Linked DNA regions of Mus musculus: region 1 is linked to region 2. A link is a contact called in public HiChIP or PLAC-seq data. All regions are on one chromosome and are shown on one strand. The core of a region is the stretch at or near the end of the contact, and the rest is flanking DNA. Distances in the headings are between cores, read along the strand shown. Region 1 overlaps Ddah1 (dimethylarginine dimethylaminohydrolase 1). Region 2 overlaps Col24a1 (collagen, type XXIV, alpha 1).

Region 1 (4,963 bases), core at 1,658-4,157, 470 kb after region 2:
CATATGTCTGGATGAATCTGAGAGTGCCTCCAGAAAGGTTTAACAGAGCAGGAAGACCCACCCTGAATGTGGGAGGCACTGATTGATAGGATCAGGTCTCAGACTGTGTGCAAAGGAGACTGGGACTGAGCACCAGCACTCACCTCCCCCTGCTGCCTGGCTTTGGGGGGAGACTGGGACTGAGCACCAGCACTCACCTCCCCCTGCTGCCTGGCTTTGGGGGGAGACTAGGACTGAGCACCAGCACTCACCTCCCCCTGCTACCTGGCTTTGGTTACACCTGAGCAGAGCTGTACCTTGCCTTCTGTGCTTTGGTTGAGAGCCAAAACCCAGCCCTTCCTTTCTGTACGTTGCTTTGTCTGCACCCAGGAGAGCAGAAAGAACGGGCTACTTCCCACGTCAGGCCACAGTTAAGGCAGAACCAGTAGACGTACGGAAACCATGATTGTGAGTGCACAGCCCTCTATGAGACGCATCACCATCCCACCAGGGTTCAGGAACAGTGAAGAGGGAGCAGGGAGACTGTGAGGAGGATGGGGACCAGTGCTGTGGGATGCTGCCTTCGGGACACAGAGCTGCGGCTGCCTGTAGGAGCTCAAGCCAGCCAGCTTCCCAGCATAGATGAGGCGAGCTCCTGGGTCCCACGGCTGGCTGAGGAGCCATTGACAGTTGATGGCTGCTCCAGAGTGAAGAGTCATTTTTCTTTGAGAGTGGCCGTTGGGAGGTAGCCCATGATCCAGTGGTTGGCTCCACACTCATGCCCATATGGGTAGCACCAATTGGATTTGGTGGGGTCTATATTTTTTCGAAATAAAGTAAAATTCGAAGAGGAGCGTGTTGGGGAAAAGGTGGAAGAGGGGTGTGGAGATGGATGTAACCAAAACACATTGTATACTACTAGGAAATCCTCAAAGAATGAGTAAAAAATATTATTTATAAAAATACACATCTGGGAGCTGGAGAGATGGCTCCGTGGTTAAGAACACTGACCACTTCCAGAGGTCCTGAGTTCAACTCCCAGCAACCACATGGTGGCTCACAATCTGTAATGGGATATGATGCCCTCTTCTGGTGGTGTGTCTGAAGACAGCTACAGTGTACTCATATATACATGTACATATATACATATACATATATGTGTATATATGTGTGTATATACGTATTACATATCTGAAGTCAGGTGGTGGTGCATGTCCTTAATCCCAGCACTTGGGAGGCAGAGGCAGGCTGATGCCTGAGTTTGAGGCCAGGCTGGTCTGCAGAGTGAATTTCCAGGACTACACAGAGAAACCCTGACTCAAAATATTAAAATAAAACAAAATAAAATAACACACATCCAAGCCAAGTGTGGTGTCACACAGCTTTATTGCCAGCACTTTACAGATGCAGACAGGTCACCGCGAGTAGAACAGCAAAAGTTATGAGATGAGAGCCTGTCTCAAAAACAAGCAAACATGGCACACAGCCGCGGACAGGAGACCTAGCTTCATGGTAGAGAGCTCGCTCGGGTTCTAATCCTCAGTACAGTCATTTATTTAACTAGAGACATGGCTCTCAGAATGTGTTCATTCCAAGCCCAGCTGTGAGAGCCCATGAAATGTGAAGCCATGTTAGCAATTTATAATATTATCCAGTTATACTGGCTGAGCCCTAAAAGGATGGCCAGGATTTGGAGACTGCCATATATTGCTAGGCTTTCAATAAAACTCCTGATGCATGATAAACCAATAAAGAGTTATTTCAGCTACCTAGTAGCAATGAGAAGTGATTGTGCGTTGGGTCCTGTATCTCTTGGTGGAGTCTATAATTACTTGCTTTTAATATTGATTTCATTTTACTGTGTTAAGATGGGTACATACATATCTATCATGGAAAGATCAATTATGAGCAAGCCAAAAATGTGCTTGGAATATTTCCTAACCATCTTTAAATGCCTTCTTTATCTCTTTGCCTCAGTATTTGACCAATTAAGCCTTAAGTTGTTCTGTCCAACCACTCGGCCCAGGATTTTTTTTTTAATGTAATTGCTGTAATACAAAGAAGGCATGAGTAAGAAGCAGAAGAATAGGGCTGCCTTCCAATCCTTTCAATGAGAAAATTCCCAGAAATGTGGGAAACAGCCGGAAATGCCTGCTTAATGTGACTGGCTGTGCATAGAGTGTCAGGCTGAAAGCCAGCGTGTTCCCACTGGTTCCCATTGCTTTGTGGCAACTCCACTCAGGGGAGCCAGGCCAGGCCCTCCAAGAAAGCAGCTTTGAGAGATCCAAGGATGCTGCTGTGGCCCCAGAGATGCCCAGAGCCCCTTTCTCTCTAGGACTGTGTGCCTTCTGGGTTAAGAAGGTGCCTGCGATAAGAGAGGTAGACTCCACCCTCCCCATGCTTGGCACCATGCTTGAATTACAGATTGTCACCTCCAGCAGGCAACACTTAGAATATCCTTGCATCTGTCTATTTGCATACCACCTGACTTGGTCCTTGTGGCTGGCCCCAAGGGGACAGGCACTCTGTGAAGCCTGTTGAGTTGGTCCAGACATCAATAGCTTCCAGACCCAATTATCACCATTCTGATTTGGTTACTCAAAGTAGAATAATAATTCCACTGACAAAAGTCAGAGACAACATTTGGAATGTAGCCTGCCTCTGAAATCTTCCCCACCCCCACCCCCCACAGGCTGGATAGCGTGGCACTTAGGTGGACTTTTCCCAGTTGAACCTGAGGCCTCTGGGGATACAGAGGAAGCTGCTCCAGGAGGAATTTGCTGACGCACAGAGAGAGTTTAGGTGCTTTCTGCTTCCGTTTTGGTGCTGGGTGCTATGACAAGCAGGAAGTTCAGTCCTTACTGCTACACAGACATTTTACCAAGAACTCTGGAACAAAGCCACTTCCTCCATCCTTCTTAAGAAAAGGAAAATCCTGGAAGTCAGCCCAGCAGTCACATTCTTGGGATGCTTAGGATCATGTTCATCTTTCCCCAAGACTGAGTGTCCAAGAAGGGAAGAGAAAGCCTGTCGGTTACTGTCACCTCTGCTTGTTCTCCGGGAGCCTGGGCCCTTTGAAGTGTTATCCTGCCAGGGTGCCCAGTGTCAGTTCATCCTTTTGGTAACACACATGCACACACCATTGCCACACAAATGCACACACATACATACACACATACACACTCACGCATCTATATGAATACACAGACACACACACACACAGAAATGCACACATATAAGAACACACCATGAAGAGTTGTGATCCCTGCACCATTCACCCGCCTCTAAACAGCAAATTCACTGTATCGTGTGTGTGTGTGTGTGTGTGTGTGTGTGTGTGTGTGTGTGTGTGTCCTGGACGCAGCTATAAGTGAATGGCAAACCATCTCACCAGTCAATAACAGCACACAGGCAATGCAAATGAACCCTTTGGACAGGAAAGGGGAGCCTGGTCCTCAGCTAACATGGCAGACATACTGCAAGTCCAAAATAATCAACCCCCTGTGTCTCTTCTATGAAAAAGAAGGGTTGCTTGTCTATTATCTACAGTTACTGTTTTAAAATCATTTAGGGAGAGAGGGAGAGAGAGAGAGAGAGAGAGAGAGAGAGAGAGAGAGAGAGAGAGAGAGAGAGAGAGAGAGAGAGACCCAGATATATGAAGCTTTTGGTTTTTGAGTGGGACAGCACTGTTCACAGCTCCATGTGTGTATATCCAGTTCATTATTAAAAGTCATTTCTTACAGCATGGTTTATAATTTGCCACAAAATGATAACAAGGAGGCCAGGATGATAACAAGGAGGCTAAATTAATTGGAAGGGTCCTCCTGAGGTAGTACTGGTAATCTGTTAAGGCATTTGTTTTAAGAGAAACCCTCAGTAGAATTTATCAGTAAATTGCTTCATATATCTTCAGCATTAAATTATTCCCCCATTAAGAAAATTATAATTCTTTTTCTTCCCAGTAATGAAAGAAAAAATGAAACTATCTTCAAACTATTCCAGCTTGGCTGCCAGCCCTTATGTCTGTAATTTCTGGAATGCCCCCTCAGATGCTCTAATGAATACAGCTCAGGAAAAGGTGATTAAGAAAAGAGTGAGGAAAAGCAGAGATTAGAATTTCAAACAAATGCCATCATCAACTGAAGAAAACTCAAGTACGGCCAAAGAAGGAGAGGACCAATCCCTGGAGGAAGTTGATGGGGAGAGGGGAAGGAAGTCTGGTCTCTTATTGGCACTTTCTCAACTCCGGTACCTTGGAGACTTAGTGTGTTCCCTCGATGGTAAACAAGGAGTGGGCAGTGATGATGGTCCTTCTGCCCGGTTGTCACCCTTGGGCACATGTGAGTCAGATTGACAGGTGGGAGATCTGCCCTCCCGCTCAAGTGGAGAGGAAATCCTAGTGAGAACTCAGCTATGTGGTCTAGCCACGAAACTTCTTACTGTGAGTCTTGTGTTTTCTTTCTCTGTGAATAGAGAATGCACTGAGTCACCTATTTACCTAGACTTAAGCTGCAAACCCAACCAGCTGTTGTCTGGTATTCAATAATGGTGGAAGAACCCTGCCTCAATGTCCTGGGACCAAAACCTACTCATGCTCCTCCCTAGTGCTTGGGGAATTAAGACAATGAGCATAACGGGTTTTGTTTATGTGTATATAGGCTTGAATGGGAGCGGTGGCCATCACATACTATGTTTTGAGGGTCTCTTTGCAGCCTTCAGTCACTGGGCCTCTCTCTAGTAATCCTTGGTGCTGTCTCAGCTGTGAAGGTTAAGAAAGAGTAAAGTGAGCTGAATAAGAGAGATCTTTTTTAGTAGGGCAGAATTGGTTTAAATCTCAAAATGGATCAAAGACCTCAACATAAGGCCTGCAACTTTGTAACTGCTAGAAGAAATCATGGAGACACTTCAAATACAGACTCAGGCTAAGGAAGCTTATTGGCTCATTAAAAAATAGAAAGACATGAAAGTAGAAGGCAGACTAGTT
Region 2 (4,665 bases), core at 1,920-4,419:
TCTTGGATAGAACTCACAACTTGCCTTTCCTATAAGGGTTGCCTAAAACAGCATCCAGAACTAATTTTGTTCTTCATATTTGAAAAACTACTCTGGGCTCCTAAGTGCACATCCCTCTGTGAACGGGCCTGCTAGTTATTAGTCTCAGGGAGACCGCACAGTGAGGAAGTTATTGCAACACAAGTGTCGCTGCAGGAGAATGTCCTTTATTTCTCATCCAACTTACTTTCTTTAAAAAAAAAAAATAGCCTGAGTTGAATAAAGATAGGTGGCAGCTCTCTGTCGATACTCACATTATCGCCTTTGATTGATTACCCAGAGGCTCATCGTTGGCCGCGCTGCCAGGCAAGTTTGGGACAGCATGAGTGACCCATTCCTTTCTCGTGTTTCCCATAGCACAAGTGTGACTACCGGCATCTGCTCAGAGGACATTCCAGGCATAGCCTCCTGATCATTGCCAGAACTGCCTGGCAATGCTAACGCCTCTCTCTGAGCTTTTATTTTATGACTGCACATTCGCTCCTAGAGAATAAGAGTCAGGTAGCTGATGGGGAAATGTCAGAGCCTGACATTTCCACTTGAATACTTGGCAGACCATCAAGACACTCTTGGTGGGGAACCTTATGTATCCATATGGCAAGAGGCTGGAGTAGAAACTCTGTGACCCAAGATAGACCTGCCCAGTCCCTCAGGAACCTATAAAATTATGAAATATCTGTTCATAGTCTAAATTTAATTGACCATACAAAAATATGTGTTCTTCAGGGTGGCACATGATATTATGCTTTCAAGTATTTTGTTGACTAAATAAAAGAGTATCTATTTTATGGCATTTTAATAAAATATTGATAAATGTAGGATTTTCATCAAATTGTTTTTCTTTGGTTGTTAGGCAATGTGTACAGAGAGTGTTTCGTCAGTGCCTTGAAACCTCAAAGCATCAAATGCTCATGTGCTTGAATGCTTGGTCCTCAACTGCTTAGCAGTGTCTTGAAGGCCATGTAGCCTTTAGAAAGTATTCTTTACTAAAGGAAGTGGTTCACTCAGGGAAAGTCTTGTGGGTTATAGCCAGCTGCAGTGCTACCATACTCCCCTTCTCCTCCTCCTCCTCCTCCTCCTCCTCCTCCTCCTCCTCCTCCTCCTCCTCCCACTCCCCCTCCTATTCTACCTATAGGTTCACCAAAAAAGTCAAGAGTCCAATCCACACTTTTCCACTGGACACTGGCATACTTTCTCCATGGTGAACTATATCTTTAACTAAGAGCCAAAATAAATCTTCTACCACTTTAGTTGCTTTCTGTCATGTACTTGGTCATATGAATGAGGGAAACATTACTCAGGTCCCAAGTTAATTTTTCCATGCCACATTTTATTTATGCTATGTAGGTAAAGTACCTATGAAGTCAGGCCCTGTGCCCACTCCCAGGATGCTACCATGTATACTCACTAGACCTTTTATTCTTTAGAGATGGTCTTTTCTGTCTATATCAAGCACACCAAATTCCTAGGTAGCATGCAAGTATAATCTAGTGATTAGAGAGGGACATGAAAATCCCAATTATGGTGTGTGTGTTCTTAAAGGGGGACAGGGCTAACTTACTATGAGAAAGGACAGGCCACTTCTATAAGCAGGAAAAGTTAGGGCCTAGTGGTTCAGACTCTTCAGGGGCCTCTGTCAAGACATTCCCCTCACAAGTGTCAGAGTTTAGTTTTTCCTGAACCAGTTTTTTATTGACCCTAGCACATTAAACTCATCTTAGTTGGGAATTTAAGCTTCTCTGCAGTTTGGTCAGTATGGTAAAAAAAAAAAAAAAAAAATCAGGAACTGAATATAGTTTGCCACTAAAAGAGATAATTGCCCAACCATTTCATTAATGAGCTCTGGGTAACATATGGCCCACCAGGGGGTTAAGTGGCCAGTCTTTCTCATTGTACTCTCATCAGGCCTGGATGTAAGTCTGTCGCTGAGGCCTTAACCCGGAAGTACTGATTTAAAAAGCAATGAGTCTTAGCTTTAGAGGAGGGTGGGTGGTTTGCACGTGTGTTCCCCCACCTCTGCTTTATTTGCGTTGTTCACTGACTTAGTCAAAATATATTTATTATCTTCTGTAGTCCAGGAATTATGCTGAACGTAAGAGATGGAGATGCTCTATAGAACATTCAGACTGATAAACTTAAAGCCACGTCTTCCTGAACAGTGATGGAGTTAGAAAACGTAGTAGCCAGGCTTCTATATCACTGTGGACAGATGCCTGAAAGAAATATTTAAGAGAGTGAAGTCTCATTTTGGCTCATGGTATAAAAAGGCTGAACCCATATATTTGTGCCGAACATCGGGGCAATGGAGGTGTTTTCTGGGGCTGTTCTTGATCACTTGGTAGACAGCAGGCAGAGAAGGCAGAGGGCAGGAGGAGGCCAGAGAAAAGCCCATCCCTCAATGCTTCCTCGGGGGCCTTCCTCCAACTAGATCTCATATCCAAGTAATACAGGCATATTATGAATCTATCAAGTGATGGTCTATGTTATTGATGAGGTAAAAGCCTTCATGATCCAGAAAAGTCTTCACAAATACACCCACAGATGTGCTCTTTTTTAATTTCCCAGATGTTTCTGAATTTCTTCAAGTCACTCATCACACACAAAAAGCTCCTTGCTCCAACCCATGCTGTCAAAGGAATAACTTCTGAGACTATAGATTTCATTTGAAAATGTAAATGAATGATCCAAAGATTGTGAATTAACAAATAATCAGAAAGGTTTCAGGTATAAGCCTTAAAATTACCCTTAAATAAAAAAAAAACTGAAGGAAAATTGTCGAAAACAAAAATAATAGACATCATTCATCCTTTGCCAATTGACTTTCTCTGCATAGTAAATCTGAAAATTTTCCTTATCTTTTCCTCTCTCCACATGCATACTCTCTAGGGTTGACTCTTAGTTGAGGCTTTTTTCCTGATGGTCTGTAAATTCCTTGGCCCTAAGCCCACATTTTCATCTGTACACTAAACATTCCTACCAGAAGCCCTCACTGGTGCTTCCTCTTTGTCATATTTTAAAAAGGAATTCTTGTGGCTGGGGAGATGGCTCAGCAGTTAAGAGCACTGGCTCTTCTTCCAGAGGATCAAGATGGAGTAATCCCCAGCACAGACACGGTGGCTCACAACTGTCTATGACTCAGTTCCGGGGATCTGAAAGCCTCCTCTGGCCTCTGCAGCCACAAGGAATGTACATAGTGCACAGTTATACATTCAGGCAAAACACCCACACATAAAAACAAACAAGCAGATAAATAAGTAAGGGATTCTTGGACTGTGGAGATGGCTGAGTTGGTAAAGTCCTGGTCCCACAAGGAGAAAGACCTGTGTTTGGATCTCAAACAGGCAACACAGAAAGGGGCAGGTGCAGTAGAGCATGTCTTTAGCCTTAGCTCTGATAGGAAGGAAATGAAATTCCCCAGAGCCGTTTGGCCAGCCAATTTAACCAATCAGTGACCACCATGTGTCTCATAAGCAAAGGTAGAGGGAAAGAAAGGAAAACACCAAGCCCCAACCTCTTGCCTCTACATTCACATGGACATGAGTCCCTGCATATACACTTGCGTGTGCGTGTGCACACACGAAAGAAAGGAAGAAAGAAAGAAAGAAAGAAAGAAAGAAAGAAAGAAAGAAAGAAAGAAAGAAAGAAAGAAAGAGAGGGGGGAGGAAGAAAAGAAGGGAAGAGAAGAGAAGAAAAGAGAGGAGAGGAGAGGAGAGGAGAGGAGAGGAGAGGAGAGGAGAGGAGAGGAGAGGAGAGGAGAGGAGAGGAGAGAAGAGAAGAGAAGAGAAGAGAAGAGAAGAGAAGAGAAGAGAAGAGAAGAGAAGAGAAGAGAAGAGAAGAGAAGAGAAGAGAGAGAAGAGAAGAGAAGAGAAGAGAAGAGAAGAGAAGAGAAGAGAAGAGAAGAGAAGAGAAGAGAAGAGAAGAGAAGAAGAGAAGAGAAGAAAGAGAAGAGAGAAAAGAAAAGAAAAGAAGAGAAAAGAAAAGAAAAGAAAAAACAGTAATCTACAGTAATTCCTCAGCTAGATGGCATGTTCTTTCTTATCTGCCCCTGGACAACTTATTGTGTGGCCATCTTCTTAGAAAATGGCGTGACTGTGAAGACATAGTGCAGGGAAACAGATCCTGTGAGAACACCTGTCTCATTTAGTGCTTGAAAATGGAGATTTTTTTTTTTCATGTGTGGCTTAACCTTTGCTCCTCCAGTCACCAAAAGTCCATATCACATTGATATACAAAGTTGTCGCTTGAAACAAAGTTAAAAAATATCAGTGGTTTTCTACAGTGGGTAAAGTCTACACTTGTCATGATGAGATAGCTTCGATCCTTTGTGTAGCTTTGTAAGGAAAGCAAAACCCACTGATAGAAAATAGTGTAGCTAAGAGTAAATCAAATGCAACTGAATGGAGTTCTACACTGTGTGTTGTAGTAAAATTCAGAGTCTCCAGGGTCTGCCATCCTCTATCCTGTTACACAGTTGTTTACATGTTGAAGATTTGGACTCTTCTGAGGCATTCAAACACTGTGTAAGACACAGTGACTTTTGAAGATAATTGTTAAGTATAGGAACCTTCTATAAAATGTTTTACAGCACCTTTTTCAACTAGGAAACATTCTAATTTCACATTGCTC

The links. HiChIP or PLAC-seq counts read pairs in DNA pulled down with a chosen protein or histone mark.
Region 1: a contact with region 2 is called in a FOXA1 HiChIP or PLAC-seq map of pancreatic cancer cells. The contact joins two enhancer-like sites. A contact is called at or near these places in 8 of 484 Hi-C or Micro-C datasets (CD4 T cells, the CH12 cell line, the Patski cell line and 3 more) and 1 of 115 datasets of contacts at active chromatin or transcription factors (pancreatic cancer cells).

The regions. Positions count from the first base shown.
Region 1 is chr3:145,883,409-145,888,371 of GRCm38.p6, forward strand. The region is part of intron 4 of Ddah1 (dimethylarginine dimethylaminohydrolase 1); the gene reads left to right. The region is part of intron 1 of Gm35187 (a long non-coding RNA gene); the gene reads right to left. Among named protein-coding and RNA genes, the nearest start is that of Gm35187, 4.8 kb to the right of the region's middle. Within about 2 kb of position 2,908, at least 94 of the 459 cell types and tissues checked have an H3K27ac peak or open chromatin away from gene starts, as enhancers often do. A contact at or near this core is called in pancreatic cancer cells, where this site is marked.
Region 2 is chr3:145,417,567-145,422,231 of GRCm38.p6, forward strand. All of the region lies in intron 24 of Col24a1 (collagen, type XXIV, alpha 1), which reads left to right. Among named protein-coding and RNA genes, the nearest start is that of Gm35133, 28 kb to the left of the region's middle. Within about 2 kb of position 3,170, at least 41 of the 459 cell types and tissues checked have an H3K27ac peak or open chromatin away from gene starts, as enhancers often do. A contact at or near this core is called in pancreatic cancer cells, where this site is marked.